Regions from separate parts of the Mus musculus genome. Here all the other regions are linked to region 3. A link is a contact called in public Hi-C and HiChIP or PLAC-seq data. All regions are on one chromosome and are shown on one strand. Each heading gives the region's core, a stretch centred on a gene start, on an enhancer-like site or on the middle of the called end of the contact. The rest is flanking DNA. Distances are from core to core; before and after follow the strand shown.

What was found. HiChIP or PLAC-seq counts read pairs in DNA pulled down with a chosen protein or histone mark. Hi-C and Micro-C count contacts between places; a contact is called where the count stands out from the background.
Region 1: a contact with region 3 is called in a Hi-C map of Th1 cells, with 3 times the contacts expected there. The contact joins two enhancer-like sites. A contact is called at or near these places in 2 of 15 datasets of contacts at CTCF or cohesin (CD8 T cells and pro-B cells), 1 of 484 Hi-C or Micro-C datasets (Th1 cells), 5 of 115 datasets of contacts at active chromatin or transcription factors (CD8 T cells, bone marrow-derived macrophages, extraembryonic endoderm stem cells and 2 more) and 2 of 9 other capture datasets (adipose tissue and liver).
Region 2: an H3K4me3 HiChIP or PLAC-seq map of bone marrow-derived macrophages shows a contact between it and region 3, with 2.5 times the contacts expected there. The contact joins two enhancer-like sites. A contact is called at or near these places in 2 of 15 datasets of contacts at CTCF or cohesin (the NIH/3T3 cell line and large pre-B cells), 2 of 484 Hi-C or Micro-C datasets (cerebral cortex and nephron progenitors) and 3 of 115 datasets of contacts at active chromatin or transcription factors (bone marrow-derived macrophages, cardiomyocytes and large pre-B cells).
Region 4: a RAD21 HiChIP or PLAC-seq map of pro-B cells shows a contact between it and region 3, with 2.8 times the contacts expected there. The contact joins two enhancer-like sites. A contact is called at or near these places in 2 of 15 datasets of contacts at CTCF or cohesin (large pre-B cells and pro-B cells), 7 of 484 Hi-C or Micro-C datasets (CD8 T cells, cerebellum, embryonic stem cells and 2 more) and 5 of 115 datasets of contacts at active chromatin or transcription factors (CD8 T cells, bone marrow-derived macrophages, cardiomyocytes and 2 more).

Annotation. Positions count from the first base shown.
Region 1 is chr12:82,246,677-82,252,703 of GRCm38.p6, reverse strand. It overlaps a transcript of Sipa1l1 not described here. Among named protein-coding and RNA genes, the nearest start is that of Sipa1l1, 62 kb to the left of the region's middle. Within about 2 kb of position 1,708, at least 28 of the 459 cell types and tissues checked have an H3K27ac peak or open chromatin away from gene starts, as enhancers often do. A contact at or near this core is called in CD8 T cells, Th1 cells and extraembryonic endoderm stem cells, where this site is marked.
Region 2 is chr12:82,224,003-82,230,606 of GRCm38.p6, reverse strand. It overlaps a transcript of Sipa1l1 not described here. Among named protein-coding and RNA genes, the nearest start is that of Sipa1l1, 84 kb to the left of the region's middle. Within about 2 kb of position 4,741, at least 161 of the 459 cell types and tissues checked have an H3K27ac peak or open chromatin away from gene starts, as enhancers often do. A contact at or near this core is called in bone marrow-derived macrophages, where this site is marked.
Region 3 is chr12:82,467,326-82,473,568 of GRCm38.p6, reverse strand. No RefSeq gene overlaps it. Among named protein-coding and RNA genes, the nearest start is that of Gm30966, 6.3 kb to the left of the region's middle. Within about 2 kb of position 2,763, at least 295 of the 459 cell types and tissues checked have an H3K27ac peak or open chromatin away from gene starts, as enhancers often do. A contact at or near this core is called in CD8 T cells, Th1 cells, bone marrow-derived macrophages and 2 more, where this site is marked.
Region 4 is chr12:82,290,545-82,296,857 of GRCm38.p6, reverse strand. It overlaps a transcript of Sipa1l1 not described here. Among named protein-coding and RNA genes, the nearest start is that of Sipa1l1, 18 kb to the left of the region's middle. Within about 2 kb of position 1,702, at least 30 of the 459 cell types and tissues checked have an H3K27ac peak or open chromatin away from gene starts, as enhancers often do. A contact at or near this core is called in CD8 T cells and pro-B cells, where this site is marked.

The sequences.
Region 1 (6,027 bases), core at 459-2,958, 220 kb after region 3:
GGGAGGGCTGCTTGGCCAAATAAAACACAGTAACAAGAATGCTTACACATCACAGAAACCACCAGAGTCTTCAAAGAAAGCAAGACGCATTTTTCATAATCTTAGAGAGAGAGCCCACGTGTCTTCTAATAGGACATAAAAATCTAATGAAGTTGAAAAATGCACAGATGGCAAAAGTTACCAAAAATGGAAAATATAAACGGTGTAGGAAGGTGAAAAGCACTTTGTTTGTAGTTAAGGGATGAACAGGCACAGGACAAGAGTCAGTCTACACACTGGGAAGTTCCCATTAAGCACCTGAAAGTGTGTTCATGTGCGGCGTGAGAAACAGACAGAAAACTAGCAGTGAGAGTTCACTTTTCACTTGTGAAATTGACAAAAGTTCATAAAAAGCAAAGCTAAGCCAAGCTGAACGTGGCAGAGTGTAGCTATAGTGCCAGGCAGGAGGATTAGGAATTCACATTCTGAGGCACTCTCTGCTACACCTCAGGTTCAAGACCAGCCTAGACTATCTGAGAGATCTTAAAGAATAAGCATTATGTATGTAAAGTAGAACAGTAAGACTACACACCTCATTAGACCCAGCTATTGGGAAGCTGAGCTGAGGTAATGTAAGCCTGGGTACACACGGAAACTTCATGCCAAACAAAGTGAGATGCAAGCTAAATGGTATTCTACTGACAAGAGAGAAGAAAGCAGTATCTATTGCCGAGAAGATACATTTGTGTAATTTATTTGGGGGAGGTGAGGTGTTAATACTTGAAACAGGCTCTAACAATAATAGTCTTTAAACCAGAAATCCCTCTAGATAAATTGTATACTTTTAAGTCAAGGTTAGCCACTGAGTATTTTCTATTGCTATAACAAAATGCCTGAGCATAGGTAATGTACAAAGAATGACGTTTTGACACTGAAAGTCCTAGACTCAGTGGCCCATCACTTTGCCCTATGGTTAAGAGACTTTTGGCCACTTCACAACATAGTAGCTTCTGTGAGGGCATCACGGTGGACACATACTCAAGACAAAAATAAAATGAGATTCAGGGACCAGTTTCACTCCTATAATTACTGGCACTTGTGAGAATGAACTCCCTCAGAAGACCTGCCCTAATCCCTTCTGAGGGTAAAGCTATGGTGAAGCAAGGACTTCACTATGCCCCACCCTTTCTGTGTGTTTCAGCACCTTAGCATGACACACAGGAAGCCAAGCTTCTAGTACACTGCCCTTTGGCAGGCAGACACTCAAAACCCATCCGTATCTTAGCAGCTACTGTGGCACTCTCAATGCCTAAAGCCTGTCACTGAGACACTGAATGATAAGGAAAAATCTGCAGCTAGAATGGATTCAGTGTGCTATGCTTCCATAAGAGCTACAATTCATACATAAATATAAATGTCATATGGTAGCTGAGTAAATCCTGGAAAAAAAGAATGTTGTGAGAAAAAAGTACTAAAACCCAGGTACATCTACATAGCTCTGCTTCCCTAAATATCTGCGGCTTACATCCTCTTACACACGCTAATGAGAAACATCAAAGTCTAAGGTACTTGGTCAATTTTCAAATCCTCCCTCACTGCCTCTAAAGATGCACCTGCATCACTTTCTAGATTCCAAATCCTTCAAGAAAAAAGGGGGTGGAGTGACACTCTGCAAAGCTCCGCTCTGGATGCAGAGAGAAAGCTGCCTGTGTAGTTAAACAATGAAAGCCAAGTTGACAATGGGCAACATGGTGACGTTCAATTCAAGTGTTTACGCTGTTCTGTGTCTTAGTTATTTGTCTATTGCTGTGATAAAACACCCCAACCTGGGCAACTTTAGAAGGGTTTGCTTGGGGCTGGCAGTGCCAGGCAGGTAAGTGTCCATCAAAATTACAGCAGAGCAGCTTAGCAGCAGGATTGCCTAGTGACTAGAGCTGAGAGCTGATGGTTCACATCTTGAACCACAAACAGAAAGCAGAGAAAGCAAACCCCAACGAGCAAGAGCCTTAAACTCTTAAAGTTCACCCCTAGTTGTAGAAGCTCAAAGGTCCCTGTGCTCACAGAGAAGCACTAGGAAAACAGGAATGCTAAACACCCAGACTTGTCCCTTCAAAGGGAGGAACAGATAATTTTATTTCCCACCCAGAAGCCTGGGGAAAGATGCTTAACAGCCTGGTGACCTTTGCACGTTGGCATCACTGGATCCTCCCCTTATAGCATGAGCTTGTCAATATACAGAACCTCTCTTTATGGAAGATGTCACACATCAATCTACACCCCATCTACATGAAAATTTTCTCATGTACTTTATAAAGAGTTCCAATAGAGCCATGTCTTTAAGCTTTCCTGTGCACAGACATGGAGTCTTATTTAACACAACCCTCAGTGCTAACTAATGGCTTGCAAGGTGATTCATGAGAAGCAGGCAAGGATGTAGAAATTAATAATACACTACAGGCAGAATACAAATATAATAAATCTTTTGATTCAAACATTCCCGAATAATACACACAACATTGGGCAGCTCGCAAAAATGGCTTTGTTCTAAGGGCTTTCCCTAAATATTTGACATTCTTTTAAATGACACAAATCCTATGTAAACTGAGTGACTATAGGAAAAGGTTCATGTTGTGGTGGTTTGAGTGAGAATGGCCTCCACGGGCTCATATATTTGAATGTTTAGTCATCAGAAAGTGGCTCTTTTTGAGAAGGATTAGAAGGTGTGGCTTTGTTGGAGTAGGTAGGTGTGCCTTGTTAAGGGAAGTGTTTCACTGAAGGCAAGCTTTCAAGTTTCAAAAAGCCCATGCCAGGAACACACACACACACACACACACACACACACACACACACACATACACACACACCTCCCCTACCTCTCTGCCTTCAGATCAGGATGTAGTTCTCAATTACTTCTCCAGCACCATGCCTGCCATGCCTGCTGCCATATCCCATTCCTTAATGGTAATGGATTAATAAGCCCCTGAAGTTGTAAGCAAGCCGGGATAGCAATTCTGTACCAAGAGTGGCAAATGAAAACTGACCATTTCAAGCGTCAGAGCTTCTAAATGTGACACTCATCAAGTATTACACTGATGTGTTAAATGCTTTCTCTTCTAAGAATTGCCTTGGTCATGGTCTCTTCACTGCAAAGGAATAGTAACTAAGACAAGATTTTCATAGTGAATGACATAATTCAACTAATCAAGACCCAAAGTAATATCTACCTGCAAAGGTGAAACTTACGAATGCCTTCTTAAGGAAATGAGTATGTTCAGAGGAAAGAGGGGTACCTCACAGGTAACTACAGGTGAAGAGATGGCCTGTGCCAAAGCTTCCACACCACTTCAAAAATAGCTACAGAGAGGATTATGCACTCCCAGGGCCAGCATGCGGAGAGTGCTGTGAGCAGTGCTGCGCCTTCTGTGGCCCCCCTCAAATGTCTGCCCCCAACTGCTCTCTTCGTTTTGTTTTCCACGTGGTGCGGCATGTGCTGCTGTGACTGTTCTAAGGCTGTTTGCACCGGACAGTTCCTTCAACCCTGACCACCTCACAGCCTGCCATCCCTGAGACACGGCTCTGTATGCCTAAGGCTCTCATCGCCTTGCACGGCTCCTGGGTCCCATGTGACATCTGAATGAAGTGCAGCTCAGAACTTCGCTAAGAGCTCCAACCAGAGGGTTTGAGGAGCTTGGGAACAGATGGGATAACAATCGTGGAACCGAAAGTGACAAAGGAAAACCGACCATCTCAAAACATCAGAGGTTTCGAACGTAACTCATCTCTTAAGCAATTAAAAAGAAAAAAAAGAAGTCTTTCCTGTCGTGATAAACAATCATTCAAAAGAAAGAGATTTCACACAATGCTTTACTCTAAGACCAAGAGTCCTTTAAGGGAAACTTAACTCTCATTTAATCCTGTGTGGCCCTGCCTGTGGTATGGATAATGAGGCAGACACTGGGTGCACAGCACATTCCTCAGGCCTTAGAACAGATCAGTCTGACCAGGAAGAGCCTTCCAAATGCACTAGGAAACACTACCGGCCTGTGCCCAGCCCAGCCTCCCAGGCAGCAATGGTGAGAGTAGTGAGCATGCTCTGTAGCACCTTCCGGTTCCTCCAAAGTCACATCCACAGCAAAGCCCGATACAGCAGAAGTAATGCTCAAGTAAAGCCAAAGACAATGCTGCTTGAACTAGATTTATATTAATATGAGCAGATCTCCAAAACATCAATGAAAGAAAAACATACAGATATCAGATATAATCTCAATTATATTGGGCTTTTGAAGTAAAGGAACCCAATGCTTTTAATTATAAATGAATATTAAAAAGCCACGTCAACATATTGGTATCTGGAGAACAAGTAGGCCAGCAGGACTGAGAGGTGCGTGTAAGCCAGGACTTACCCACACACACGGACACATGGACTGTTGTCTATTTAAACTTCTTTTAGTATCTCCTAGGAATTTTGCAGGGTAAACTATTTCAAGAGTAAAGAAACGGTGAAATAAAGATAACATGTCTACGTAAACTGAAAGCAAACCCAGACTTCTGAAAGATGAAGAGGAGGAAGCACGGAGGGTCCGTTCCTACCCAGGGAACAACCACACTAACAGAATCTGTGTGACACATCTGGAGCACTGGTGTCACCCGCCAGGAGAAGGCTCAGGCAGTACACTGTGGTCTGTTTTGGTCAGTATAACTTCATGCCACTACGGCACCTTCTCATGACCTCAGCCAGGCTCTCCAGGCAGTGCACCTTTGTTCCTAGCTAAACCAAACATCATGGGGGCAGGAAGACCGAGAGGAATATTTGGCGGTCATGAATTAGATTCCCTCATTGTGAGATCCAGTCCAAGCTGTTACCAACAGTAAAGCAAAAATTCCAGAACAGTTACCAAACAGCTTAGGGCCACTCTCTCTCCCCAGCCATAAAACCGCAGTTATGTAGAAATCTTACAGCCCTTTAGTCACCCTGCATGGCTTCTGGCTTAGCCTTATCAGATTATAATCCACCCAAAGTATCTCCAGAGAGCTGGTATGTGCACCCGTGCAAAAGTGCACGTATGCACACACTCACACCCAAACCCTTTATGAAAAGGGAGAAAGAAGGAAACACATTATCTTAGCAACCTGTTGAGATGTAACCTTTGAGAGTCAACAGGAATTCAGAGCTAATGAGATAGTTAACTGCTTACTCTCCTCTAGAGAAGCCCATAGATATACTTGGGTAGGTCTCAGTCCCGCCCAACATTCTTCAACTACGGCTATGCGTAACTTTCTTCTAAAAGCCTCTCTCTCTTGTAAACCCCATGCTTAAACTTATATTAAGATATGCTTAATAAAATCTCCAACTTGATTTCACTGAACTGGCCAATCCCGAAATTCTTTTCAGCCTCAAAGTCACCAATCCTGGTCTGGCCTGAGTTGAGGCTCTAAAAGTCTACAGGAAGTCTTAGGCTAGTGATGGTAGCAGAGTGAGGGCTTTCACAGAGTGGTGTCTGGCTTGGGACATGCGCCCATCACAGAGGCACAGCCCTAGGCCACTGCTGTGGTGCCTTTCACCAAAAATTCTCAGCCTTTCTTCTCACAGCTGAAGTGACTGGAAGACTTTAAAAGGCCTGTACACATTTGCTTTGATTTTCCTTGTTCCTTCATATGACAGGCAGATATTAAAGAACTGGACATTTAAGAGTTAGGGCTTAGAGATGTGCGACTCAGAGACAGAATGTCTGCCTAACACTCCCAAAGTTCTTGGATTGAGAGTCAGGACTACAAGGGAGGGGGAAAGACTAAGAAGACATTCAAATGCGGTTGCACATACAGGGAAAAATTTAAAAGCACAGCAAGCATTGTGTATCTAATGGCAGATCACCAAAATATTTTAAAATCCTGAAAACAAGGGCTAGCTCTATAGCAAGTGCTAGACTTTAGCTCTCTACTTTCAATACTAAATAGAAGTGGGCTGAACAGAAGGAAGCATAAGCAAGCAACTACACCCACTGCACACAGAGCACTAGCAGGCCAATCGTGGCCTCTCTTCTCTAACAT
Region 2 (6,604 bases), core at 3,492-5,991, 240 kb after region 3:
GCCATGCTTCCCATTCAAAGAAACAACTTCCACAAAGGCAAGACAGAGGTGAAACAATGATCCTAAAAGACTGCACAAATGATACACCAGTAACTACTAACAAGCCTGCAGACCCAAAGACAGACAGACCAGAAGAAAGCCGTGTGGCAGGCCAGCTGCCAGCAAACGAGGACATCAAGCCTGTAAACGGTTTGTGTGATAAACTAACAGTTCTGAGCTAGTCAACCAACTCAAGGGCTTTGCCTGGTTTTACTCAGTAAATTCTGATAAACCTAAAATAACTTTTTTCCCTGGACACCTGACCACAAACAGTCAATGACTATAAGGGCTGACTGACAAGTACTTCCTACAAACACCAGCTTTCGCCTATAAAGTGTCACAGCTGTGACTATCAGAACCCAGAATGTAGCACTGATATAAAGACCATGATCTACCTCAGAGGCCATGTCTACCTTCCTCTAACTACTCTAATAATGTCTATTTTAATAAATGGACCCAATCCAGAACCTTGCACTATGCTTACGACCCCTCGTCTCCCTGCTCCTGTGGTCACGGCAATGGGGACGATTCCTGGCCCAGTTTGTGCAACGTGCCCTTGATTTGTGTCCGTTTGATAGCCCCTTGCGATTAGGTTATGTAGATTTTCCACAGGAATGCGACCTATACCAGAGCTCCTCTGACCGCACTGTCAGGTGGAACACAGCTTCTAAGTCTAAAATATGGCAATTGAGCTCATACTTCTTAGCTGAGGTAGTAGCTGTCAGAATTCCAAACAGGAAAGCTACTGTCTTCCCTTTCATGATTGTTAATTAGTGGGTGACACTTTAAGACTATACAGAAGGCTGGAGAGATGACACTTGCTGTCCTTGAACAGACCTGGGTTTGTTTCCACAGCCACACAATGACTCTAGTGTCAAAGGGTCTGAGGCCTTCTTCTGTCCTCTGTAGGTACTCAGCACATACATACATGCAGACACACATACACATTTGAAAAATAAGACTGCATAGGTACTGTATTTTTCAACAAATGGTCAATACTTATATTGATACTCCACTATTGCCTTCCACATAGTGAGAAAACAGTATTTAGACGCCAAGACCAGAGTGCTTTCTACAAAAGGAGCGCTGCTGTCTCCAAGCCTTCGAAGGGACAAGAAGCATCACATACACATGTGCACACTTATTACTGTGTTTCCTGACTTTTCTATGCCACCGAAAACCTATACCTTGAGTTCTAATCCAACACCTCAGGCTCACCACCCAACTGCCCACCTGTCCCTTCCCTGTGAGAGTGTTACAACTGACTCTCACAGACCAAAATATACTTATATAAGAACCCATTCCTCCACCACATACCAGGCAGTGCCACCTCTACTACCCAGGATGTAGTAAAGGAAAAAGTCTATTTTCTCTAACTGAAGGTCAGTAAGGAGGCAGCCCAGCAAGACAAAATGCTTTAGACAAAAACTGGCCCTCCAGCCCCTCAGAGAAGAAAAGAAAGAGAGTAAACTGCCTGGCTGTGCTCCTGGGGCCTTATTAAGATGCTACATATATGATGATACTAATTTTTCAGAGTTTAAATAGTCCAAGCTCAAAATAGGTTCTTCAAAGATGCAATCACTTAAAGAGCTAGGGTATCCTAAGCCTACAATTCAGGATTATGGCCCTCTCCAGAGGGAGACAGGTAGTTGCCACAATGCACAGCTTTAAAGCACCAGTTATGTTCTAGTGAGGAGGAGGATGAGCAGGAGAAACACCATCATGACTGCACCAACTAGCTTCTGTGAGTGAGTTCTCTGAGCTTCTGAGCCATTTCTAGAAAGACCCTTAGGACATGGACAAATGTGGGTTCACAGATTCCTCCTGAAGTTAGGGACACAAAACTATGGACCAATTTGATCCATCTACAGGAACAACACGCAAATTCCTAGCACATTCCACAGCCTGTAGTTTGGTCCAACTCAGTTACCAGATAATATTTACTACCAGAAGACGCTGCATCTGTAATAAAACTCTGCTAAATAAATGAATAATTATGCCAATCAAAATTATGACCAGGTTAATACAGGAAAGCACCCTCAAGGGCATGACACAAAAAGCAAGGGCTGAGGAGCTGCAGGCCACCACGCAGCTCCTAGCCATCAGCCAGTGAAACTGTGACATTCCTCAGAAATATGCAGAAAATTTCCTTCCATCACAAAAAGACTGTATGGATCAAGTGACAAAATTTAAATGAGAGCTTTTCAATATGACATGTAAGAGAACCAGGAATGAAAGGATAGTAGCTACCAGTGAGGATACAGGCAGTCACTCAACATGACAGCGAGGAGCTACACGGGCTCCTTACCAAAACTTAAAAACACTGCAACTTCAAGTAAAATTAGGAGACTTCATGCCCCTAATAAACTTAAAGAGAATTATAGTTTTTATTTCTACTACCTTCTGGACAGACAACTGTCTCAGTTAAAGTGTAAGCTACCTTTTCCTGCTCTTGAGCATATATCTTTATTTGCTTGTTGTTTAATGCTTTTTGCTACCTATTTTTTTAAAGCAGGTCCCTCAAAGGAAAGCTTAGAAAATTTTAAGGCTATAGCTATAATCCTGAGTATCAGTCTCAAAACAGAAATTAACATACTTCTGGCAAGAGTTATAAAATTATTAATTTGTGTCCCCATTGACTTCAAGTGAGTACAAAACATGGTCTCTCCACTGCAAAGTGGTGTGTGCATACATGTGAATGCTAGGGGTGAGAAGAGAAAAAAGTGTCTCTAGGCCACAGAGTGGGGCCTGGCAGTCCCCACTGGATAGTGACAGTGACATTGACACTGATGAAATGATGCTCTCTGTGACATGCAGGGAGAAAGGAGTGGGAGGTGAAGAGTACTACATTTTACAGAACATTTCAAACTCCACATGTACAGATATGAGTCTATGCTGGGGAACAGGTACAAAGAGCACATGGGGGTCTAGAACTTTCTAAAGCACACAGTCTAACCTATAATGCACATAGATGCGACAGGAACAGAGCACACAGCTCCCTGTTCCTCCACACCCAGCCGTCTTCACTAGATGTGATTAAACCAGAGGCCTCTGCTGTTATGTGATGAGGCGGTCACTTGGCATGAAGAGTTTCTGCTGCTCTTGTAGAGCAGGGAGTGTGGCTCCCAGTACCCACAGCAGGCAGCTCAGGAGTCTTTAAACCCAGTGATCCCGTGCTGTCCTCTGACTCCACGGGCACTGAGCTCATGTGCCCATATCCACACACAGACAGACACATATACACACAGCTATAAAGTTAAGTAAATCTTTAAAAGAAAGAAAAGAAAGGGATGACGACTACCTAGCATGAGGAGGAGGAGGAAGAGCAGGAGTACCAGTGGCCAAACTCTTTCCACACCTGTAGCTGATAATAAGAACAAATCAAACCTAGTGCATCCAGAAGTTTCCATTATGATGTTCATTTAGTCAAGATTCTAAACCTGTCTTCCAATTAACTAATTCCCCTTATAAATAATGAAAGCTACTATGTGAGCGTGTATAATGCCAGACACATCTTGCTCTCTACCTCGTATCATCACAGTGACAATCCCGGGAAATGGCATTGATAACTCCACCTTAGAAGGGAATCCAGGTAAGAACTGTGACATTTTAAACCCTGCCCACAATCAGGTGAGCTCATCCCACCTATCCCCGCCCTGCCCTCCTCTACCACAGCATCCTCCTCTGCTAACAGCTTCCTGCAGGGCTCCCCAGCACTGTGTGGATCCAGGCCTTCTCTTTGTTATTAGACTGAATTCCTCAGCCCACCCCCAACTCCCCCATCAATAGGGAAACTGTTAGCTATGGCTGTGGGGTTTGTTTGTTTTCAAGAAAACAGACTTAAAATAGTTAAGCTGAATAAAAATGGGAACATGAGAAGAGAGAGCAGTGAGAGGAAGAAAAGAAAGTAAAGAGAGGGCAGGTGGTCAGGCTAAGGAGTATCAGAGCACACAGAAATGGAAGGTTTGTGTAGGAATATGAAGCTGGGGAAGGAAATGGAGGCCCAGCCCCCGGGCAGGAGAGGTTTAGGGTGGGGGCAGGGTGAGAAGTGCCTGGAGGAGCCACAGGGGCTGAGTGAGCAGTGTCCTGGGTTCCTTTGGGAGCTGACAGAAGAAACCTGAGCCAGTCCAAAGACCTCGCTTCCTAAGTAAATTGACCTTTTGTAAAGTCACACTAGAGTAAGTACTGACATGGGATAAAGTGAACTTTTAGATGCCCACAACGTGTGCCAGTACCTTCATGCCAAGGTCTCCTTTGGTTTTAGGTAACTAGAAGGCACTTTAATGGCAAGCTCATGGCCTACAGAAGGCAAACACATTTAGGAAATGAGTTCTTAATGACCACTATGCCAAAAGGCACCACATGCATCTGCAGTGTCTCTGAGCACTTGGCAACAGGCAGTTGGCACACTGCAACAAGTGGTCGGTATGAGCACACATCAACAGGCAGTCGGTATATGTCAACGGGCAGTCAGTACACAGCAACAGGCAGTCAGCAGAAGTCCTTGTCATACACAGGAAACAGATGGAGTGGATAGCACTAACAGATAGTCAACTGCCTCTGTCTTCCCCCTCTAGACCCCAAGAAACACCCAGTTAATGACGTCATGAAGACTAGAAAAGCAGAAGCTCCTAACTGAGAGACAGCAGGATTTGCATATGCACCAAGGCACACTAGCAGTAGGGAGTGGTCAAACAGAAAGGGCAGAAACTCCTAAGTCAGCTCTAAGTTAGTTCCCTTATTCTCAAAAGTGAGAGCAACCACAGCCAGTGAGAGCCATTTGCACTCAACAGCCTAACATTTACCAGATCTAAGACTCTGAGCAAAGAAACCTGAGTCTCCAAAGATCTACCAACACTGACTTTCCTTCAAAGAGCTTCGAAACTCACTGCAGTCTTTAAAGGAGGGAAATCCAAATCAAGTGTAGGGCAATCCAACAACTTCAAGGAATGCAAAAGAACACAACAGCTAGAAGATCAAAGGGGTCCAGGAAAAGAATCTGGACATAAAGATTTCCAGTACAGTGGAGCCTAGGACTGCAGCTCAGTGGAGTACAGGGGATGCGCAAGGCCCTGGGTATGATGGCCAGCATATGTATCCAGGTAGTGAATAGAACCAATACAATTTGGGGAGAAAAAAAAAAAACAAAACAGAATTAAAACAGAACAGGCTACTGTGCGTGGAGTTTGAGAGAACAGAGTATAAACTATGAAAATGTTTTAAACTCAAGTCTTACAAAGCTCTATGGAGATGGCATGGAAACTTTGTGTTGAGAACCACAGATAAATTGCTAAGGCAAGCTCCGAGGTTCTGCAGTGGCTCACTATCTATCTATTGATACCTGCCATCCAGTACTGTCTGCCTCCTTCTTAAGACACGGGCAGATGCCGACAGCAACAACCATCTCTGGGATCAACCACCAATTATGAAGATGACCATCTAACCTCAGCATCTAACCTAATCTCGCCTCTGAGTTGTTGCTGATACATAAGTCATGTGAATACTCACTTTTAAATACACAGTGTATCAAAAAGCTCGGAAGTCCTGTACTTCTATCTAGCTGGTGAAGCATGAACAAGGACACTGATTGGCTCAAAGCAAACCGCGATAGCACTTGGTGATGGAGCTGAAAACTTGGGTTTATGTGCATACGGTTCAGAACTTACAAACAATACCTACATTAAAAACTAATAACCTTCAACAAATTAAGTTTAAAGAACTATGTTAACTTTTAGCTATTTAAGTCTACTTAGATCATAAACCTTTCAAGGTAAAAATCCACGTGCAAACTTGTTATACCTGGTAAGGCTCAGAAGAGCAAAGTGAGGCGTGCAAGCCTTCGATACTGACAAGCTCTGAGGAAACTGAAGGAGAAGGATCAGAAGCTCAAGGGGACCTGGTCTGCAGAGAAAGGCCCTGTCTCAAAAACTAGTGATAGTAATAACATACATATAAAATACATTTAAAAAAAAAACCTACCATGTGGGAGCAGTAAGGTGTCAGCGGGTGCTTGCTGCCACACTTAATGGCCTAAGGACTGTCCCTGGGACCCACACTGTAGAAGAGAGAACCAACTCCTACATGCTGTCCTATGACCTCCACACGGGCAACACTGTCACACCTACATATACACAAACTAAATAAGTGCAGTAAGAAATTTCAATCCACAGATTTCAAGCTGTGAGATAGCTTGCTGGGGTGAGGGCGCCTCCTGTGCAAGCCTTTGGACCTAACCTTGAGTGTCAACACCTACAGAAAAAGCCAGTCTGTGTGTGGCTGTAATCCCAGCTCAGTGCAACCATGACAAAAGATTCAGACAGCTTGAGACGCTAAGATTGCTGGAGGTCACCAGAACCCTCCTCAGGCTTCTGTATTCACATGTGTGCACAAACACATGCACAAGCACGTGTGTATGTGCATGGGGTTCACACCACATATTCACATGTGCGTTCTCTCTCTCTTTCTCTCTCTCTCTCACACACACACACACACACATACACACACACAAACACACACGCATGCATGCACGCACCCTAGCAGACACATACATACCACAAACATAGAC
Region 3 (6,243 bases), core at 1,514-4,013:
CCACCTCATCCAACTGGAGGCATGAAAAGATGTCTTCCATAAAACTCTCTGCTGTTGACAGTCACATACTGGCTGACTGACTGAGAGCCAGGATTCCCTCTGACGGCCTCATCTCATTCCTTATCTTTGCTGGGCACATTGCATCAGCTGGATCCAGTCTCCCTTTGTCAGCATGAAGAAGGGCATGAATGCTTTGTGACACGCAAGGCTGCTCACTTTTAGTATGTCCGATTGTTGTTTCTCTGAGTACTCCCTATTTCTCTGCTCTGCTCGGTCTCCTCTCTTTACATCCCTGCTGCCATGTTTTTTCTATGTTGAATCATCCTCTTGACTTATTCTCATGTTTTCAAGGATCTATAAACAAAACACATTACCAAAAATGTAAATCATAATATAAAAAAGGGATATTCAAATGGGCAGTGTTGTCAGGAAAGCTTTTCCTCTTGAAATAGTCACTAGCATTTCTACTATGGTTTAAAGGACAAACTTCATATTGAATGGCAAGCTGTAAGTTAAGACTACTTCTATAGTTGGAAAGAGGAAGTGGGCCCGCAGGTGATAAATGGGGAAGAGAGGGTGGTGAGTGGTTAAAATGTCTTGTGTCCACACACAAAGCTGTTGTGAGTGTACACAGCTGTGTTAGCTAACATACTATAGCTTCGAAAGCACTTCTAAGAGTCTGATGTCTTTCTTGAAAGTTCTGACATCTAGAGTCAACCTTGCATTTGTATAAAGATTGATCAAATCACTTACCGTTGCCTGCATGGTTACCATTCAGAAGAAACAATGTCTCACTTTAAGCACTACAGAGCAGTCGTTCTTAACCTGTGAGCCGCGACCCCTCTAAGCCGAAGGACCCTTTTAGAGGGGCCATCTAAGACCATCCACATGTCAGCTATTTATATTACCATTCATAACCGTAGGAAAATTACAGTTATAGAGTAGCAACAAAAGTAATTTCACGATCTGGGTCACCATATCCTGAGGAACTGTGCTGTATTAAAGGGGTGCGGTGTTAGGAAGGTTGAGGATCTAGACTTTTACATATATACACAGAAGAATCTGAATTACTCAGAATTTCAGAAACGTCCCTCAGCTGCTGTCTATAACTGCTGTGCACATCACAGAATCAGAACCATGAATTGGGGAGGAAGCACGCTAGCCAGTGTCATTTAGCATGACTGGGAAGTAACTCCATTCTGCACAGAGCCAGTGCTTGGATGCTGAGTGGTACTTGATAAGTTAATTTGTCTCATCTCAGCCATGGGCACTCACACCGAACACTCAAACCCTTCTTACATTAGTGATGTCTGTCTCCAATGTAGGCAGCTCACAGCTCTTAATCTATGAAGCCACTGTCATGGCCTCTTTCTTTGTAAAAACAGAAAACAGCAGCATTACTGCAAAGCCTGGCGGGCGGCAGTGGACAGGTTATCAGTTCAGAGTAACAAGAGATGCTATGTGGACACTGGGAATGTGCCCTGGGTTTCAGAGACACCTGGTGTCTCCTTTCACACCTTATGCCCATGGGTGATCCTTGGGTAGGCGCTGTAAAGAGTGGTGTCCCTCCTGCCCAGGCTGAGTGGCCTCCATGAGCCTGTGCTAGGCCAGGCATGGAGAAATAAGAAGGTATGAGAATGGCCCAAGCTCAGAAGGGAGACAGACCTTTTCAGGTTCCTACAATGGTCACAGCACTTGGGGGGCTGGGGAGGTGACCCTTGAACATCTAATAAGTGAGCAGGGGACTTCAGGCTGGGCATCTCCTTTCAGACCCCCCAGCTCCTATGTCGGAGCAGGAGGGCAGGAGACCATTTGGGTAGCTACCGAAATTGGACTCTCCTTTCAGCTTAGCCACACTAGGCTGGGTCTGGAGCATGAAGGGAGGGAAACAACGAGACATTTCTTATGCCCATTTTATTCATTATAGCAAGGATCTATGTAGGCATATATTTTTCACAACCTACTTTAATAAGAGTTCGACTTCCCCTCTAGCAGAGGTAGTGGAAAAGAAAGGTTATTAGGATAGGGGTGAAGTGGACCTCTTTAGAAATAGTTCTTTGGGGGCGATTCCCATCTTCATTGTTTTCTGTCAACTAGCAAACACCAAACATAAATCAGCAACTGCAGTCCAGTCCAGTTGGCAGGCAACACACCGGGAACAGCAAAGGCAGTTCACTCCAGGGGATAAGGTGAGGTTTGCCAATCGGCCAAGTCCAGTGACCAGAAGTCGCAGGACTCTCACAAGAAGTTATTTTGGTGGGTTTCTCTCTATGAGGTCACTACAAGCGAACTTCAGCAATGCAATGGAAGGTGAACCAATCTATGCGTGTCATCAGCGAAGGCTTGCAAGGCAGTGGAGGCAAAGCAGCTGGCGCTCCCACTCTCTGTGGGGCCATATTTATATTCTTTCTAAACATTGGGCATCCTTTCACCTGTTTGCTATAGCAAAACATCCTCTCACCTGTGTCTCCTTCATCAAAACATTCTCTCACGTGTCTGCTTTAGCAAGACATCCTTTCCCCTGATTGTCCCAGCAAAACATTATAACCCAAGTCTTCAAAGAAACCAGAAATTTCCACTTTAGATCTACTACATACATGTAATGAATCCTGATGCCTGACCCTTTTCTCTCCCCCTCGTTGGTTTTTCTTGTTTGATTTGTCTTGCGTTTTAAACAAGATCTCCTCCTCTGTAGCCCAGGCTGAACACAGCCTTAACCAGATCCCTCCTGTTGCAGCCTGAGTGCGGGAATTACAAGCATGCGCTGACGTCACCCCTGCTTTCCTCCAATCATGGAGAACCGCATCAGCGGCTTCATCGACATCAGCGTTTGATGCCGCTGGACCGCCTTTAAAGGAAGGGGTAGTATGTGTTTCTGCACCTCAAAGCCTAGCAGTCTATCTAAGATCACTCTATGCTTTCTGACTTCCCTGCCCCATAATTCCCAGGGGCAGCTTTCCAACGGCTTCCCTCCGCAGTGATGTTGAGGTTTACAAAAGCTGGAAGTGCCTTCCGGGGGGTGGGGGTGGGGGGAGGAATCTCCACAGAGATTCTTTCCTTCTTGCCCTGGAGCAGAAATAACCTATCACCCCCACCCCCACCCCCACTCCCTCCCCGCCACGACTCCCTTCCCTCCTCCCCGGTTCACACAGCAAGACCTCTTTTTTCTCCGCCCTCTAGAGTTTCCACCACCAAAAAAAATATTTTTTTTTAAAAAAGATGCAGTACTGAAGGGGTCAGTTTGGCCAGTCCCACTCCTTAGCGCAGACTCTGATGGGGCTATGGTACTTCTTGAAACTGAAAGCGGGAGAGACGCCTGCTTGTAGCCATTAAGGAAACAGCCCAACTGGCTTGGATGCCGGCCCAAACACAGACAGCAGAGGACGCTCACAGCATGCTGTTAAGCCTGCACGGGTGCAAGTTGGTGCTGGGGGACGTTCTGGCTCCGGAAAGTTCAGTACTAAAGTGAATGGCTACACACATACCCATGGCATCTTCTCTCCTTGGCCCCTCTGTGATTTTCTCCTAAACTCACAACCTACATCGCTATCACATGCCACCTTTTGTGTTCCTGACAAGCAGCCTGGAAGCTGGGGACATGAACTTCGTTTCTAATTTTGTAGAGATCTTTCCTCCTATGAAACTTCTCTCCCTCCTCCTTCTGAACTTTGAACTGTAAAACTGTCAGAAGAGCATGGGGTGGGGGGGGGGGAATTCCGCTGGGAGCGGAAGTCTCTGAGCAGCAGGTTTTGGTAATGAGGCTACTCACCTCTTTAGTGAGCTATCTAAAGAGACCTTGATTTTGGTTTTGGCTGGTGTAGAGGGGAGTCATTTAAGTAAATCTAATTGACTCTTTCTTCTCCACCCACCCACCAAAGGAAAGAGGGTGACCCCAACTCATGCCTCAGTGAAGCCCGTGAGTTACCGTCCTTTGCTGGTTCAGCCCACACAGAGGAACTGCTATGGGTCCCACGAATACTGCACATTCACTCTCAGAGCATCACAGAGTCTCTGCCCCAGGTTTAACGGGATGCTAGAGATCTCAGCAGCTTGCTGAGGTGGAGAGACCCACCCTGGATAATGTTCATCAAGGGATTCCAGGTCTGTCTCTGCCTTGTCCCTCCCAACAAAGCCTGGACTAAAGGAATGGGGAAAATAAATGGTGTGAGGGGGCAGGCACAACCTTGAAGAAATGTATAGTCTGGACTAAAGCCTCAGAACCAGCTGACACTCCCAGAGCTGCGGCATCCAATTTGAAAACAACGGGGATAGTCTATTGGGTGGCCACAGGTCTTGTCCGCAGCTTATCAGCACAATGGGGGCCTCACTGAGACATATGACACTCCTGGAGGGATAGTGGCTATTGTGAAGGCTAACCCGGCATTAAAACTCTTCAACAGATGAAAACAACCGGTGAAAAGATGAAAATTGACCTGAGACAATGACAAGTCTCATTCCAACCCTAAGAAAAATGTCCTAGTATTGGATGCCTGTGAACTCAGGCCGACGCAGCCTTGAGCTATGTCAGGTGATCAAAAACAACATTCTAGCCTTAAGTGATAAGAATCTTATCAAACCCATAACCAAGCAGCAACATTGTGTTCATTTCGGCTCTTGGAACAGAATCCAGGTAAAGGTTGTAACTGAGAAGCTACTGAGACGAGAGGCCAAGCAGGTGCCATCCAGTGAGAAGCTGGAACGCGCTTAGTGCTGGAGGAAGCATCAAGGAGGAAGAAGCCATCTCTAAAGAGAAAGAGAAGGGTTTTCCTCGGGGTCCTGGGGACAAGGTCCGGCACAGAAGGCTAGAGGTCTGGTGAGTGCAGAGATTTAGAATCCAACTGAAATGAGTACAAACTTGTGAGAGTGAGGGGCTGACTCCTTGGTTTCTGGGTCCTGTCTTCCCTGGCCGGAAAGCAGGGATGTGGTGTGTTCTTGGCAGAGTGCCAGGATTGCAAGGCCTTCAAGAGTGTGCCTCTGGATGGAAGCTGGAGAGAGGTGGAGCCTGAGTTGGTGTAGAACTTCGTAACACTGCAAAAAAGAACATTTGAGGCAGATTGCGACTGTGACTCTTGGCTGTCAGTAAGGCTGAAAAGGTGACTTCCTGTACTTGCCTGCACTGGCTGATTGTATTTTAGGCATTTGCTGTCTCCTCTGCAGAGAGTTTAGGGTCGAGCTCTCCCTGCCTTTGACCATCAGAGAGCTGTGCCTGGTGGGATGAGGGTCCTTTCCACCGCTGTTCTACAGGATAATCCAAAAGCAGGGCTAAAGTGCCAAAGTAGGTCAGGGTGAGATTGTCCCTAACGTGACACAATGGTCAGCCCTGAACCTTTAAGTGATGCTCAGCCTTCAACAGCACACAAACTGTGGAGACAGAGTGGCTAGGCACAGTTAGAAGTTGACAGGCATTCACACTGGAAGTGGCTGTTCCTTCTCTCTTTGGACAACATGCTTCTCAGAGGGGACACAGTGACACCAGGAGGCACTCATCACCAAGGTCACCATGGATCTCATTCACTGTCTTTTGGCCTAGTTGAGATTACTCAAGTCTGCTCCTAGCTGTTCCTTAGGAGTAGGCTAGTCCTCTGGCAAGCTAAGGCTTTGGGTGCAGCTGATACAGGGTGCTTGAGAGAGGTGGAGGTAGTTAGAACAGATCTCCCACACTGAGCAGCACACACACACACACACACACACACACACACACACACACACGGGACTTCACACATAGCCAGGCTGCCTCTTAGTACCACCAGACAGCAGGCAGAGGGAGTCACAGCTCTGCGAACTTGAATCCTGGCTCATCCCTTCCCTGGCAACAGAAGTGTGGTTCTCATGGGTGCTGCAGAGAAAATCAGGAGTGTGACTTCCCAGGGCCACCTCCCTCCTCACTGCCCTCCAGGCATTTGCCCTTCTGCTAAGTCCTTAGGTGGCCTCAAGGAGGTCATAAGGTGTCCTAGTTTATTCCCTCGGTTGCTATGGTAAAAACGCGGACCAAAAGCAACTTGGAGAGGAAAGGTTTTATTTGACTTACACTTCCTCAGCACTGTCCATCGTTGTGGGATGCAAGACAGAAGTCAAGGCTGGAGCAGAAGCTGAAGTTGCTTTCTGGCTTGCTTCCCATGGCTTACTCAGTTTGCTTTCTTATATAATCCAGGCCTACCGGTCCAGGGGTTGCACTGCCCACTGTGGTCTGGGTCCTTCCCACATCAATCATTAATCAAGAAAAAGGCCCATAGACATGATTAC
Region 4 (6,313 bases), core at 453-2,952, 180 kb after region 3:
CTGTGTTGTGCAACAAACGTCATAATACAGGTATGTACGCATACACAAGCACCCTTGACAGCATGGTCAGCAGCCAGTAGTACTGTGCACCTGTCAGGGGATTGAGGACAAGGACATACAGAGTAGTTTCCCTTCCTGTCCACTAAGATGCTAAAGCTCCATTCATACTAATTACACCAAATGAGCATAACAAGTGTGGAAAGAACATGGAAAGCTCTGTAATATCCAAAATTAAACTGTAAGCCCTACCTGCCCAACGACCAGGTAACCTACTAGAATACTGGGAGTTGTAGTTCTTGTTATTTTCCTACAAAGCCTCATGGGAAAGTACAGTGGCCTATGGGTTTGTCTTTATAAACCTCTTTAACATGTGTCTCAGAGCCACTCAGCTGAGAAACTTCAGGGAGTGATCCTGATCAAAGTCCATCTCTTCTGGGTCAGTATTTAATATTTAATAAAGCTTGCTTCAAATTTGGGCCCAAACAGTGGAATTGGTTTTTCTTCCACAAATCTCAGGATGAACAGCTCTCTGAGATCTGATCACTTTTGTTATAACGACACCAAAAAGTCTTTGCTGTCACTGTTTATATTAATACTGATAAGAATTCAGACAGACCCTCTCCTCTGGAAACTCTAAAGAATTTGAAAATATCCAATGTATAAAATGGTTCAGGATGGTTTGTTTTATTTTGCTTTGTTTTTTGAGGCAGGGTCTCATATGTAGCTCTGTTTGTCCTCACTTATAAGGAGGACACTACAAAGTGAGCTCACTTTGTAGGCCAGGTTGCCCCTAAACACACAGACATCCACCTGCCTCTACTTCCCGAGTGCTGGGGGTAAAGGCAAGTGCCACTACACCCAGCTCAGAAAAGGCTTTTCAGAAAAACTTGCCATAAGACATCCTCAAAAATGAGTGTAAGACTTTTCAGAGAATCCTGGAAAACTACAGTTCAATAAAGGAAACCACAGCATCCTTCTGCACTCTCAATAACTAACTTACCAGGAGAGCAACGCCAGCATAGCCAGGAAACATTGTGCCAGAGCCTACAAGTAGGTGCACAAATTCTCCAAAGAGAATTTGCTGGTGTTTGGGATTGCTCAACAACACCCACAGGCTTCGTTCTCAAAGGCTCTGTGGCCGGTCAGCCATGAAGCTGGGCAGCTGCGCCCTTCAGACAATACCTGGTGCAGCTATAGACCCACACAGCCTGGGGTGGGCTGTGTGGTCTGGTCAGGTCACTTTGGCCTGTCCCTCCGAGCATCTCAGCGACTCTCTAATAGTCCTGAGAGGTATGGTTTCTGCATAAAAGCAGTAAATCGGAACAACATGGGGGAGGGGCATCGTAAGAGCTCTCACCAAAGACAGAAATGTGAACTGAGAGAAGGGCAGGTGCAGCGCCACATTACCAAACCACCTGACAGCTGCAAACCCACAGTAACCTCTGCTATCAAGAAATGACATCCCAGGGGCTTCAAATAATTTTTCTCAGAAACTTTTCATTAAAAAAAAAAAAAAAAACAAAAAAAAACACAGAAAGGAAGCTTCACCAAAGACCAAAATAGGATGAAAAAATATACATGAAAATATACATGAAAGATTTAAAATCACAAGCTACTGAGAAATTTAAATTAAAACCACAGAGTGGCATGGTCTGTACCTACTAGGACCGTCAAAGGAATGCAAAGGGAACTCTCAAACAAACATGATGGGGACACATGGCACATGTGCCTTGGCCACTCCAAACTGTTTGGTGGGTTTCTATAACACTCTTACCCAACACTCAAAATCACACACCTGCATAGCTCCTCAGAGAAACAAAAGCTAAGGGGGCTGTGGGTGGATGATAAGGAACCAGCACTTGCCTAGATTGGACAAGGCCTGGGTTCAAACCCCAGAGCTTTTTGAAAAGGGGGTGGGGTTTTCCTGAATGCTATGTTTATGGCAGTTCTACTCATAAGCACCCCAAGCTAGAGTTAGCCAAAGTGTCCTTCAGTGGTAACTATACAAGCAGTCTGTCCATCAATAGAAAGCGGCAAGCTACAGATAGACACCATCACTTGGATGAATCTCAAAGGCAAGGGAAGAAGAAGGTGCTCATTACACTAGATGACTTCATTTGAGTTGTTACATTAAATAGCAATTTCAGAAGGAGGAGCCAGAGGAACAGACCCGAGAATGCTACTGGCTATGAAGGAAACTGAGGCAAGATTTCAGACAGGGGACTCTCTTAACTCAGTGACTGAAGTCAGCAGAACCTGCACAAGAGTGACCATCTGCCCCCTGAAGCTGTACAGTAACGCCACTCGGACCTGCTAGCTTGTTCACAGACAAAGCTGGGAACACGCAGCATACTTTACCATATAGAAAAGACTATACTGTAACATCTTATTACAGCTGACACTAGATACCCTTCAAAGATAGCAGCTAGCTCAAGAACACAGCAGGGTGCAGCAGGCACCAGGCCCTCAGTATCATAACCAGCAGCACTACATGAGAAAGACTGTGGGCACCAAGGGTGGACTACTACACGATCGTTAGAAAAAAAGATTCTAAGACATAACAATCACAAGACAACAAAGGGGAAAGACAGAATGAAGGTAGGTCAGCTCACCAGGGAGATGCAACAAGACCCCAGAGAACGCACTCCAGCAGACCAGTCTGAAGAGAGACGATTCACCTATAACCGCTGCATCCACGTTAAGTAACAGATACAATCATCAGTCCAAAAATAAAACAAAATGCAGGCAACTGTGGGCAAGCACTCAGCCATCTGACCAACCTCCCAGCAGGACACAGATAAAGGCCCAAGGAGGGAGGACACCTGCAGTGTCACAGAATGAGTCTGGTAAAACCCAGTCCTGGGCTGGTGTCACATGTGCTCAAGTTCTACAGCAAAAGAACCTGGAGTTCAAGACAGATCTCTAAGCAAATCACTGCTCAGAAAACAATCAAAAGTGAAACTAAATATCAACATAATAAGAATTAAATTCATATAATACAGCTAAATCTGATTCCGAATTTTATTTTTTAAACATTTATGTATTTATTTATGCGTTTACTTACTTAATGTGTATGAGTGCTCTATCTGCATGCGCACCTGCATGCCAGAAGAGGGCATGAGATTACATTATATATGATTGTGAGCCACCATGTGGTTGCTGGGAACTGAACTCTGGAAAAGCAGCCAGTACTCTTAACTGCTGAGCCATATCTCCAGCCCCTAGAACTTTATTTTTAAACTTTAGCAGAACAAAAGAAAGACTTCAACTCATCTCATTTAATAAACTAAACAATGATAATAGAGAAAACAGTAAAGCCAAAAAATGGCTTTTTGGAAAAAAAAAATCAGTAAAATTCACAATTTTTTACTACTTAGACTAGCCAAGAAAGAAGAAAAATTACAACAAAAGAAAACAGAACAGAGGGTGGGGGTGGCACACGCCTTTGATCCCAGCACTTGGGAGGCAGAGGCAGGCGGATTTCTGAGTTCAAGGCCAGCCTGGTCTACAGAGTGAATCCCAGGACAGCCAGGGCTACACAGAGAAACCCTGTCTCAAAAAACCAAAAACCAAAAACTAAACAAGCAAAAAAGACAAGAAAACAGAACAGAACCCACCAATCACCCTAGCATCAACTGCTGACCGTGAAAAAAGACTGCGAAGCTCCTGAGAATGAAATTCTGCCACCAACAGAGAGGAGGGACCTGAGGCCTGGAGCTCTGGACCAGGGCTGAGGTTCACATCAAGGAAAGCCTTCCTCCTGGTAGAGTCTGCACAGGAGTGGGGTGAAGGTGTGTGAGACTGCATCTCTCCCTACTCTATAAATCAGCCTTACCCTGCCCTAATCAAACAGCGCAGTTAGATCAGTTTCCACAGTTGTAATACCTTACAGTGAAGATGGGTTCCACTGGGATTTCAGTGGCGACGAGTCACATTCAGACCATGCAGCTACTAAACAAGGTAAGCAGGACACATCAAACTCAAAGAAAAGTATAAAGGAGTAATCAATACTGGCTCAAGAAGAAAAATAGGTCTATAAAAAGAAACTGAATTTGTAATTAAAAATCTTTCCACACAGAAAAAAAAGAAAAAAAAATCCCAGGCCTAGATAAAAAAAGAAACAATCCAATACCTCACAAATGTCTAGACAGTAGAAGACTTCCAAGTCACCCTATGAATTCAGTTTCACACAATGCCAAAGCAAGGCAAAGATAATGCATGTGTACACACACCAGGGAAGGCACACACACAACCCTTCCCTTTTAGGATTATACAGTTAAAACCTGGAGCTAAGTTGGTGGCTCAGTAGGTCCCGAGTTCAGATCCCCAGCACCCATCCAGAAGCTGGGTGTGACGGCAAGTGTGTGCAAGCACCAAACTCTAGGAGGTAAAGACAGGCGGATCGAGCCTAGGGCCTCACTAGCCAGTCTAGTCAAAACAGTAAGCACTGGCCTACAGAGCCACTGGGTGACACTGTCCCCAAAAGTTAAGATGGAAGCAGTGGTGGTGCTCACTTTTAATCCCAACACTTGGGAGGCAGAGATAGACAGATCTCTGAGTTCAAGGCCAGTATCAGAACAGACAAGGCTACACAGAGAAACCCTGTCTCTAAAATAAAATAAAATGTAAGATGGAAGGCACCCAACATTGATCCCTGCCTTAATGCATACAACACATAATGCATATGTACACATAAGCACATGTACATACACACATGAACATACACATTCTCGATTAAAATAAACTCTCACCAACAGTAATGAAAGGGAACTTCCTCAGCCTTATAAAGAGAGACTCTATAAAAATCTACAATAGCAAAGTCAATTATAAAAGGCTGAAAACTGCCAGGCATGGTGGCGCACGCCTTTGATCCCAGCACTCGGGAGGCAGAGGCAGGTAGATTTCTGAGTTCGAGGCCAGCCTGGTCTACAAAGTGAGTTCCAGGACAGCCAGGGCTATACAGAGAATCCCTGTCTCGAAAAACCAAAAAAAAAAAAAAGGCTGAAAACTTCCAAGCACCAAGAGCTAGACAAGGACCACTGCCAGTATAAGGGTACGATGAGCCAACAGAGGACTCGTGTACAAAAGCACACAGGACAGCAAAAGGCAACACAAAGCAAACTCTAGGACTCCAGCTTGGAGGGAAGCATAGGAAAGCTGCAGCCCAGAAGAGGTCTGCTTTCTCGATGCCCATGCTATGCACACCTCCAAATTCGAGAATGCCTATTTAAATAAGGGCCCGGATGATGTACGATAACTTAAACATGGGCTTTCCTGAGTCAATACTACCAGTTATCTACAGTGCAAAGGTCTTCAACTTAAAGAGCAACTTACAAGAAGCTGCATAGACCACTTCAGACTAAAGAAAACATCTTTTAAACTGACAGTATTCCTCTTAGAATGTCTGACCACACTTTCCAAGTACATCTGCATTGTAATGGTATCATTATCAGCTTGACTACAATTCTGACTTTCAGAATTGAAAGTCATCAGTTTTGCTAGTGTAGACCCCATTATACTCTGGAGCAATAATCCAACAGACATCCTGAGCTGGCTTCTAGTAAAAAACACTTTTTCTGTGACATCTTATCAAGGCATATTTTCAAGAGTAGGAGATGTCAATACACGTCCTTGGTCACCCCAGCAGTCAATTCAATTATTCTTGTAGTCCTGCAGAGCCATGGAAAGCAAGGACTGCAAACACAGCACTACATCAAGACCAGCGTCTCCCTCAGGGTGACATTTCAAGGAGGCTAAAGGAACAGGTATGGTGGGTACACACCTGAGAGGGAACAGAAGAAAGACAATATTACAGATAAAATCCATGTATGAAAATGATGTCGGGCTGGTGAGATGGCTCAGTGGGTAAGAGCACCTGACTGTTCTTCCGAAGGTCCAGAGTTCAAATCCCAGCAACCACATGGTGGCTCACAGCCATCTGTAACAAGATCTGACGCCCTCTTCTGGAGTGTCTGAAGACAGCTACAGTGTACTTACATATAATAAATAAATCTTAAAAAAAAAAAAAAAAAAGAAAATGATGTCACCGGGCAGTGGTTTTGTACACCTTTAATCCCAGCACTTGGGAGGCAGAGGCAGGCAGATTTCTGAGTTCAAGGCCAGCCTGGACTACAGAGTGAGTTCCAGGACAGCCAGGACTACACAGAGAAACCCTGCCTCGAAAAGAAAAAAAAGAAGAAGAAAAAGGAGGAGGAGGAGGGGGAGGGGGAGGGGGAGGGGGAGGGGGAGGAGGAGGAGGAGGAGAAGGAGAAGGAGAAGGAGAAGGAGAAGGAGAAGGAGAAGGAGAAGAAGA